2 separate regions of the Mus musculus genome follow, and region 2 is linked to region 1. A link is a contact called in public Micro-C data. All regions are on one chromosome and are shown on one strand. Each heading gives the region's core, a stretch centred on a gene start, on an enhancer-like site or on the middle of the called end of the contact. The rest is flanking DNA. Distances are from core to core; before and after follow the strand shown. Region 1 holds the start of Atp11c (ATPase, class VI, type 11C). Region 2 holds the start of Sox3 (SRY (sex determining region Y)-box 3).

Region 1 (4,697 bases), core at 618-3,117:
TTTTTCGTAGGTTGCCCTGTACTTTTCAACTGACCTCTCCTTCTCTACCCAGGACTTTGTTCCCTGGGCTCCTCCAAAGCCTTCCCACATTCCTAGGCCTGGGTTAATCTCCTGCAGCTCTGTTTATAGGTCTCGCCCAGTGAAAATTGCATGGTTTTCAGGAGTTTCCCCGGATCCTTTGTAAAGACATTATCCTCTCCCCTGTTTCCTTTGACATTAGAAATCATTACATTCAAATGTGTAGGTTTTATGTGTTTGTAGTTTGTAACTTCACTTCGGCCTACTAGGGAGGTCTTTTAACACATTGCTGTTTCCAGTTTCTAGGAAACAAACAAACACACAAATAAAAAAAAAACACCCAAGTAAATGCTGAAATCAAACTATCCTTCAAGGGGTAAAATGTGGTAGTGCCCTAGCCGCCTCACAATAAAAGCCCTTCAGGAGTTCACATTAGGTCGAGGGAATAGCTGAGCCCAACCTTTCCAGGTTGTTGAGAGAACTCGCCTCTCCGTAGAGAAGAGCTCCCTTTACCTACTTCTTCAACATGTTTATAGAAGAATTTGAAAGTTCTCAGCTCACAGCCTAGGGCCGGGTCTCAGAAGGTAGTGGAAAAAAAGGGTGGGAGCAGAGAGAACTGTCCAGGTTCAAGGGAATACTTGACCAAGCTTTCATTTTTAAGTTTTAAACTTTTGTAAATGCAAATGTTAAGTTAGCAAGTTGAGGGCGTGCAAGATTTCTTGTGGCGTAAATGTTGAGTTCTGGGAAAGTCTTTCAGCATTCGGGGCTTTATGTAATTTATCCTCATCACATTTCCCACAGCTAAGAATCTACCCAGTGTTTCTGATTTCTGCACGCAGCTGGTAGGGAGAACCTCGGGCAGCTTCCCTCTGCAACCCTGTGAACTGACTGGAGCCGTGCATATGGGGGAGCTCCCAGCCCACAATATCAGTCCAAGCGAACCCTTGGACTACAACTCCCAGGGTGCCCCAGGAGCGTGGAAAAGGGCGGGCGATCAAGGAGAGGGTGGCAGGGAAATCCCGCCCCGCTGCGCAGCACCAACGACACAAAGCCCGACTTTACAACCTCCTAGAGAAAGTGGAAGTAAGCGGGCTTAGGTGGGGTAGTCAGACGACAGGGAACGCAAAGCCCCAAAGCCCCAACCCCAACTGCGAGGTGAAGACGGCTTAGGTGGGACCCAAGAGGGACGCCTGGAGGGGGCGGCTTTTGTAACTACTCCAGCCGCCCGCGCCGCGCCCGCCCGCCCGCGCCAGGGTCCCCTTAGTCCCCGGCTCGTCCCGAGTCGTCCCTCAGAGAGCGGCCACTCCCGGGCAGGAAGCGGGCACGCCTGGAAGCCTCGAGGCGGGCCGCACCGAGGCTCTCCTCAGCCAGAAGTGCTGGGCGGGCGAAAGCGCGGGGCCGAGGAAGGACTGCGAGCGAAGCGGCGCCAACGGACGAGTTAGGGCCGGGGTGAGGGAGACCGTGGCTCCTCACAGACCCCTGGGAGTCCTGCCAGGCGAGGCGCGGGGACGCCCGAGACGGGCGACCGCTGAAGCGGGCGAGTGGGGACTCGGCCGGGGGCTTAGCGGCAGGACGAGCGTGAGGCGCGGGGTGCCGAGGCGGGCGCTGACGGGGAGCCAGGCTGAGCAGCGGCCGGTCCGCCATCCCTCCCCCGCGCGCCGGGCTCGCTGCGAGGCGGGCTGCGGCGGGAGCGCGGGGCGGTGCTGGGGCCAGATAAGGGGAGCGACGGGGCCGCCGCCCCCGAGGCGGGCGGGCCGGGGCTGGGGGCGGGTCGCGGGGAGGGCGGGGCGGGGCGGGGCGGCGAGCGCGCGGGCGGGCGGGCGGTTGGGCGGCCGGGGGCGGGGGCGCGCAGAGGCGAGGAGGGCAGGCGGCAGGAGGGCAGGCGGCAGCGGGCTGGCGACAGGGCAGGCGAGCTAGCTGTCCGCTTTGCGCCGCGGGCCCACGCCGCAGTGTGTTTTGTGGACGGCGCCTTCCCAGACAGCCCAGCGGAGCCCAGCCTGGCACCCCGCAGCCTCGGACGCGATGTTCCGCCGGACCCTCAACCGTTTGGTGAGTACACTGGCCGCGGCTCCACGCGTACCCCGGTGGCCCGCTCGCTGGCCCCCCGCCGCTCCTTCGCAGTCTCTGGGCGAGGGGACGAGCGGGACGCGCCAGCCCCCTCCCCCGCCTCTGCGTTTTAGCGGAAACCCGGCGCCCCGGGTGGCCTGGGTGGGGAGGCAGGTGGGGCTCTCGGGCGTCCCACCCCTGCCCCGGGACATTTCAGCTGAGGTTCCCCGAGGCTCTGAGGAACTCTGCCTCCAGCCTGGGGAATCGCCTCGGAGTGACAGACGCGCGGAACTCGGGGCGGGGGGCTCCCCGGGGCGGGGGGCTCAGTTTCCCAATTAGTGGAAGATGGCGTTGAATTATCGGGGAGGAAGCTTTCTTTTGTTTCCTCTGCCACGAGCACGTGGAGGTAAACCTAGACCTGTCACTGTGGCCCAAAAGAAGAGCTAGGGGGCTGAGAGAAGCGGAGGCTAAACCAGGGCTCAGCCTCGCCCGGGCCATGGCCGATGACCAGAGACTGGGCAAACTTTGAGGACTCAGCCTCCAAGCTCACCTTGAGGGTGACAGAAAGAGCGAGGGCTGTGGGCACGATGGGCTGGGGCCAGCAGCGACGGCGGGAGCCTGTTCCAGCTTTACAGACCCTGGGGCTCAAGCCTCGCAGAGCAGCACCCTCTGCTCCAGGCTTGGAATCCACCCGGCAGCTGAACTCCTCCGACCACCTTCTCCACGCCTCTAAAGCCCCCCAGAAAAGGGAATTGTATTTCTGTGGGGAGTGTGGCACGGGATTGGGAGGGAGCGATTTCTGGCTGCTATTGACTTTTTGGATTAACCTGTTTACTCAGAGGGTATGTTAAGAACTGAGTAAAGTAGAGCAGTTTACTTAAAGGATGTTTGTAGCAACTCCCCTAATTTCCAGAAGAGGTGTCAGGGAATAGGATTTTATTTCTGCCACGGATATTAAAGAAAGCCATCATCCTAAAATTTTTATTTTTTTCCCTGTAGTTAAGGGGGAGAATGCAGAATGCTTCCCCATTCCGTCTTAGGATAGACTTAAGGACTTGACAATTTGGTAACTTTGTGGAGTCATTTCTAATTAAATCATTGCTGACATATTTTTCATAGGTCAGAACAATTTGCTGTCATTTCCCACCCCCCATATCTGAAACTTTCACAAATGTCCCCTGCTTAATCACACTTAAGGCATCCCCTTTTAGGATATCAGTATACTAATACTTTTTAGGTTTTGCCAGATGTCTGTTTCACTCAGAAACATGCAAAGGGAGGTGGAGGTAATTATTACCTGTGGCACTGAGCAGGAAACGGTGTGTACATGCAGGATCTCAAGAGCCATGGGCAGTGGATTGTGTTGGATGCTTTGCTGAAGCAAGTGACTAACATTTGTTCTCACATTTCGCCTGAGACTGTAAAAGAGCATTGTACCTCCTAGTTCTGTTTCACATAGGCTCTCGTGATTTGGAAGTGTTGTTTTGGGGCGATAAAAAGGGAAAGGCGACACGAAAGCTAATTGTAGTGCTCAGCAAAAGGGTAGCCTTTCCACATGACACTCATATGTTAGACACTAGCTGCTCTCTGGGTCATATTAAATTCATAAAGTAAAGATGCTGACATCCCATTTTTGAAGACTTTGGACATTTGGAATTAAACAAACGGTGTTGACCCAAAAGCACTTCCCATTTGGTGTTCTTTTGCTAAGAGTGCTCTGCATTGTATCTGTAAAAAGTAAGCAGTGCTGGCCCACAAAGCTAGGGCATGCAGTAGAATTTGCAGTGGCTGTTGAGGTGCCAGCCTGCTGATACTCTGCATCTCTCCCAAGATTTCTGCAGAGACTCACTTTTGCTCATGCTAAAGGGAGCTTTGACCTCATTGTTTCAACTAAGATGTCCAGCTGTTCACATTTTACTGCACAACCCTGACTGTGATAAGTCCTAGGAATTTGTTCCACTGTCATAAGCTAGAAGGTTCTTAGGAGTTTTGTCTGAGCCCTAGGCCTAGAGAAAGGAATTAAACTGCAAATCATTGCACTGAATATACCATTAAACACTGTCAAAGTCTCACTGCTAAAAAATGACTTGAAATTTGGGGGCTGGGGTGGGAAAATTTTAAATCCCTCAAACTCTGCTATTGTCATCTACAGGGAGTACATTCTTTTAGTAGTACACACATTTAAATAACTAGATCAGTAAATTAAAGATTTAACTGAAATGTTCAGACTTACACAGCCCAGTAGATGTAGTCCAAGTTCTGTGTTATCCTTAAAATTGTTTTAATATTTTACAGATAGGGCTATGAATTCTTTGGAAGTCAATTCTGCTGTTTATTTGGCAGTCATGTGTATCTGAAATTGACTTTGACTATTATATAAATTATAGTAGTGTTGGTTACAGTTGCTGGTCATTGCTGGCATATTGCAATGAGGCTATCTTTGAGTCTTAAACCTGGTATAGGAGGTCAGAATCTTGCAGGAATCACATCATCTTCTGAAGAGCTCAGTTATGTGTGTTGAGTCATTTTTAAAATGTCATTTCTGTTTCCCCCTCTTTCTGAGCTAAAAGAGATAGTGATTAATTGTACTTCTAAAGACACAGCCGTGACATTACATCTTTGCCGCTAAGAAT
Region 2 (4,697 bases), core at 958-3,457, 490 kb before region 1:
ACTGGACGCCAGGCTGCGAGTCGGTTGGGTAGTTTCCTAAACGGCTCTTCACTTAGCAACAGCCTCAGGGGCCTGGTGGAGGGGGGGGGGGCGACGAGAGAGGGCGTGAAGAGGGTGCTGGGAGGGCAAGGGCCAGCGCACATTGGTTTTTTTAGGGGACCATGGGTGTGCCTGAGAAAATCTTGAGTCTGTCAGCCAATTTACCAAGAAAACGAGTGCAGGTGGGGCCTGCTGAAACATTCCCTGTTCTGAAACATGTTTTCCAGCTCAGCCGTGCGTGTGCGTGCACACTTACTAACATAGATCCCCACACAGTCTCCAGAGACTTTAAACCCCCTACACCCACCTAATTTACTGATATCCTTGGCAGGAAACGGCTCAGACCAGGTAGAACACAAACTTAAAAGGAAGGAACCAGGACCACAAACTTTCTGGAACTGATGCCGGCTAGAAAGCAAGATTCGGGTGCCAACGGACCCTGTGGCCACAAATGGACAGAACTGGTCTGCGCCCTGCAAACGTTGGCGGCTTACTTTTTAATTAGTGCATGAGAGAAAGAGACAGAAGCCGGGAGTACAGGCATCCCAAATCACCTCATTTAGTATTATCGCTGAAAAGCTAGACGCCTGGAATTCTCTCTCTCTCTCTCTCTCTCTCTCTCTCTCTCTCTCTCTCTCTCTCTCTCTCTCTCTCACACACACACACACACACACACACACACACTTAGGGCATGTGCTTTTCTTTAGGTTTCCCACCTTTCCACCAAGCTAAAGGAGGAAGCGGGAATCCAGTACTGCGCGGACACCTTATTTCGGTTTCTGCCACATCTGCCCAGATGGCTTCCTATTCCCTCCAGCAGCCTCCGAGGGCTTCAAGAGTTTTCAAACGCCATGCCACTTGCTTGAGCTGGCAGCGGAGAATGTCCGGGTTCCCTCTCCGGGCAGCGGAGGTTTCTCTAGATGGTAGTCCTTGGCAGATAACCCAACAAAGTGCCTGAAGGTCCCACTCTGCTTCTCCAGCCTTCGGTCAGAAAGGCTGTAAAACAAGAAAGGAGAAGCAGAGTCTGTTAGCACAGCCCGCTTGGGGGGGGGGGGGAGCGCGGCTGCGTGCCGAGAGCCGCTCGCAGCGGTCGTAGCAGGTGCGCGGTCGGAGGAGGGGCGGTGCACCCGGAGCAAGGCCTAGGCTCAGCTCCGGCCACCCCCCCCCAAACTTTTCTTTTACTGCGAGAGGCTCCGTGTTGCCATGAAAACGGATTTTCCAAGGGGCCCGACCCTCCCCCTCAGGAGCATCGGACTGGAAAACCCGAAATGGCCAGACAGCAGAGACAAAAAGGGGCCTCTAAGCAGGGGCCCAGAGCGAAAAAGTGAAGGCTCGTTCGCCCTTTGCATCCTAAACCCGCTCCCCAGGAGCTACGTTCGAGCGCCTCCCCCGGGCACAGGCCGAGGCCACTCCCCACTCGCACTGGCAAACCCCCCATGGAGCCTCACAGCCAGGTGCGCTAGCAGTCCCGCTCCCCGGCCCCCGCCCCTCTCTCGGTCCTGCACGCAGTGGCCCTCGGGGTGGAGGGTTCAGGCAACCGGCTACCATCAATTCCAAGGAAGGCTTCTCAGTGGCTCAGCGTAGCGCACCTCCGTTATACACTCAACGTCCCAAGCATGCCTGGACTGCTAGAGGTCCCCAGTGTCCTTAGCGCTGGCAACAGCAGGGTTTGGAGGTCCTCCGTGCAGACGGCGGGCGGGGAGCTTTCCAGGTGGGCCATGGGATGGGGCGCTGGTCAGCCTAGTCGAGTCTGCAAAGTTGTTTCCGAACCCCGCGGGCGCTCCTCTGCCCCTCCTCCCCCCAGTCTCGCTTGCTCGCGCGCCCTCTTCCCCCCTCCTCCCTCACCTCCTCGGGTTTCTCGCTCTTTCAAACTTTTTGAGACCCTAATTGGTGGTCTCAGAGCGGGTCTCGTGGACTCCCGCCTCCTGAAAAAGCTCTCATCACGTCACTCGACCCAAGAGGGGTCTGGAGGGTGAACGAAAGGGCTCCCCGAACTTTTTTTTCCAAGCTGGGCCACAGGGGGCTCGGTGTTGATTGGCCAGGACTCATCACGGCGAGCCTGTCAATCACGAGGCCCACGGGTGGTGAGGGGGCGGACCGAGCCCCAACCCTCCCGGATCTGAGCAGGTATATAAGGGACCGGGCAGGCTTCCCGGGCAAGCTGCGAATGCGACCAGCTCGAGAGAACGCATCAGGTGAGAGAAGCCCGCGAGTTCCCGCCGACTTTGCGCGGAGCCCTTCGGCTAGCCTGCCCTTCCCGCCTGAGCTGCCGGCCCGCCGGCCCCTGAGCACCACTCCGACGGAGTCCCCCGGCCTTTTCACGGTGGCCGCTCCAGCCCCCGGAGCGCCGTCTCCTCCCGCCACGCTGGCGCACCTCCTTCCCGCCCCGGCGATGTACAGCCTGCTGGAGACTGAACTCAAGAACCCCGTGGGGCCGCCCACCCCAGCCGCGGGCACCGGCGTCCCCGCAGCTCCCGGCGCTGCAGGCAAGAGTGGCGCGAACCCAGCCGGCGGAGCGAACGCAGGCAACGGGGGCAGCGGGGGCGCGAACGGCGGCGGTGGTGGTGGTGGCGGCGGGGGCAGCGACCAGGACCGCGTCAAGCGACCCATGAACGCGTTCATGGTGTGGTCCCGCGGGCAGCGGCGCAAGATGGCCCTGGAGAACCCCAAGATGCACAACTCCGAGATCAGCAAGCGCTTGGGCGCCGACTGGAAACTGCTGACCGATGCGGAGAAGCGGCCGTTCATCGACGAGGCCAAGCGACTGCGTGCGGTGCACATGAAGGAGTACCCGGACTACAAGTACCGGCCCCGCCGCAAGACCAAGACGCTGCTCAAGAAGGACAAGTACTCGCTGCCCGGCGGCCTCCTGCCCCCGGGCGCCGCCGCAGCCGCCGCCGCTGCCGCCGCAGCCGCCGCCGCCAGCAGCCCGGTGGGCGTGGGCCAGCGCCTGGACACGTACACGCACGTGAACGGCTGGGCCAACGGCGCCTACTCGCTCGTGCAGGAGCAGCTGGGCTACGCGCAGCCCCCGAGCATGAGCAGCCCGCCGCCGCCACCCGCGCTGCCTCAGATGCACCGCTACGACATGGCCGGCCTGCAGTACAGCCCCATGATGCCACCCGGCGCCCAGAGCTACATGAACGCCGCCGCCGCCGCTGCCGCCGCCTCGGGCTACGGGGGCATGGCGCCCTCCGCCGCGGCCGCCGCCGCCGCCGCCTACGGGCAGCAGCCCGCCACCGCTGCCGCCGCGGCCGCCGCCGCCGCCGCCATGAGCCTGGGCCCCATGGGCTCCGTGGTGAAGTCGGAGCCCAGCTCTCCGCCGCCCGCCATCGCTTCGCACTCGCAGCGCGCGTGCCTCGGCGACCTGCGCGACATGATCAGCATGTACCTGCCACCTGGCGGGGACGCGGCCGACGCCGCTTCTCCGCTCCCAGGCGGCCGGCTGCACGGCGTGCACCAGCACTACCAGGGCGCCGGGACTGCGGTCAATGGAACGGTGCCGCTGACCCACATCTGAGCTCCGGCCCGCGCTCCCAGCTCTTCGCCCCCACCCCGCCCCACACCCCCCACGTTGGGACGCCTTGCTGTTTAGCTTTGCTCGCCTGGGACCGTTGCCTTGTACCGAAGATGAGGAGGACCGAAAGTTTGGCCGTAACTGTCGGGGTTTTGTACAAAAGCGAGAAGTCCCGAGCAGCGGAAATGGGACTTGCTAGAGCCGCTGGCTTCTGACCACTGCCCCTCCCTCCCCCTCTGGCTGGGAATCGCTGTGGTGTTTGCGGAGAAACCGCGGCCCCTTCCTCTTCCCGGATTCCTAGGTTCTTCTGTTGCAGTTGAAAATGTCTTGTTAGTTTGCTATTAATCGAGAACTGAGTGAGGTTGCCCGCCCCCAAGAACTGCAATGCCTCCACCCCCAGTCGTATTGCTTCTGTTTTCCTCTGGCTTTTTTTTGGGGGGGGGGTGCTGGCCGCGCCAATTGGCGCGACAGCTAAAGCCAATGTTAATTTATAGCCAGGTGTGCGTGTGTTTCCCGCCTTGCCGCCCCTGGCCGCGGGACAGCTCTGTCCAGTGCGCGTTTAGGCTGTTGAGTTTGTGATTTCTGCAGTGATCTATTTGCTATTTCGTGTACGCATTTCGTTCGGGTGGTGGGGAAGGGGTTATTTTGTTCCAGGTTTTTTCAAAGTTTTGTTCTTAATTGCTAAGTGAGAGATCAATAAATTTTATAACCAATATGCTGGAGTCCTGATAATTTTGCGGGTCCGAAATTTGAAGTGCGGGTTGGGAATGGGGATAGTCTTAGTTTTATAACTGAGTTTGCAGACCTGGGCGGGGGCGGGGGGGGGAGCATGATGTAAAATGATTTCCTTTAAGCTATTGGAGATCCAAGCTACAACCGCCCCCAATACTCTCAAGTGGGAACTAGTCTCAAGTGGAGAAAACCTCTGTCTTCTGGGAGCACCTACCCAGAGGCAGCCCACGCTACCTGAGCCGCACACCCCACGCGCAGTCTTGCACTTGTTGATTGCGGTGGTGAGTGCCCGGGATCGAGTGTCTGCTTCCGCAGCGATGCAGAGCGGGAGGCAGACACCTGCGGCTGCGGAAGACTTACCAAAAGCTGAGCACTTTTACCTCTGTGCACTGGGGCGGGAAGATACTCG

Evidence for each region. A called contact is a pair of places that touch in the nucleus more often than the background predicts.
Region 2: a Micro-C map of embryonic stem cells shows a contact between it and region 1, with 5 times the contacts expected there. The contact joins the promoter of Sox3 here to the promoter of Atp11c in region 1. A contact is called at or near these places in 4 of 39 promoter capture datasets (cranial neural crest, embryonic stem cells, hippocampal neurons and 1 more), 6 of 484 Hi-C or Micro-C datasets (embryonic stem cells and neural progenitor cells) and 1 of 115 datasets of contacts at active chromatin or transcription factors (astrocytes).

The regions. Positions count from the first base shown.
Region 1 is chrX:60,401,175-60,405,871 of GRCm38.p6, reverse strand. Atp11c (ATPase, class VI, type 11C) reads left to right here and starts at 1,867. Exons shown (of 30, transcript NM_001037863.2): 1 at 1,867-2,067. The coding sequence starts at 2,041.
Region 2 is chrX:60,890,940-60,895,636 of GRCm38.p6, reverse strand. Sox3 (SRY (sex determining region Y)-box 3) reads left to right here and starts at 2,207. Exons shown (of 1, transcript NM_009237.2): 1 at 2,207-4,271. The coding sequence starts at 2,207. The coding sequence ends at 3,559. Gm38438 (predicted gene, 38438) reads right to left here and starts at 1,984. Exons shown (of 3, transcript NR_155290.1): 1 at 1,885-1,984; 2 at 756-1,035.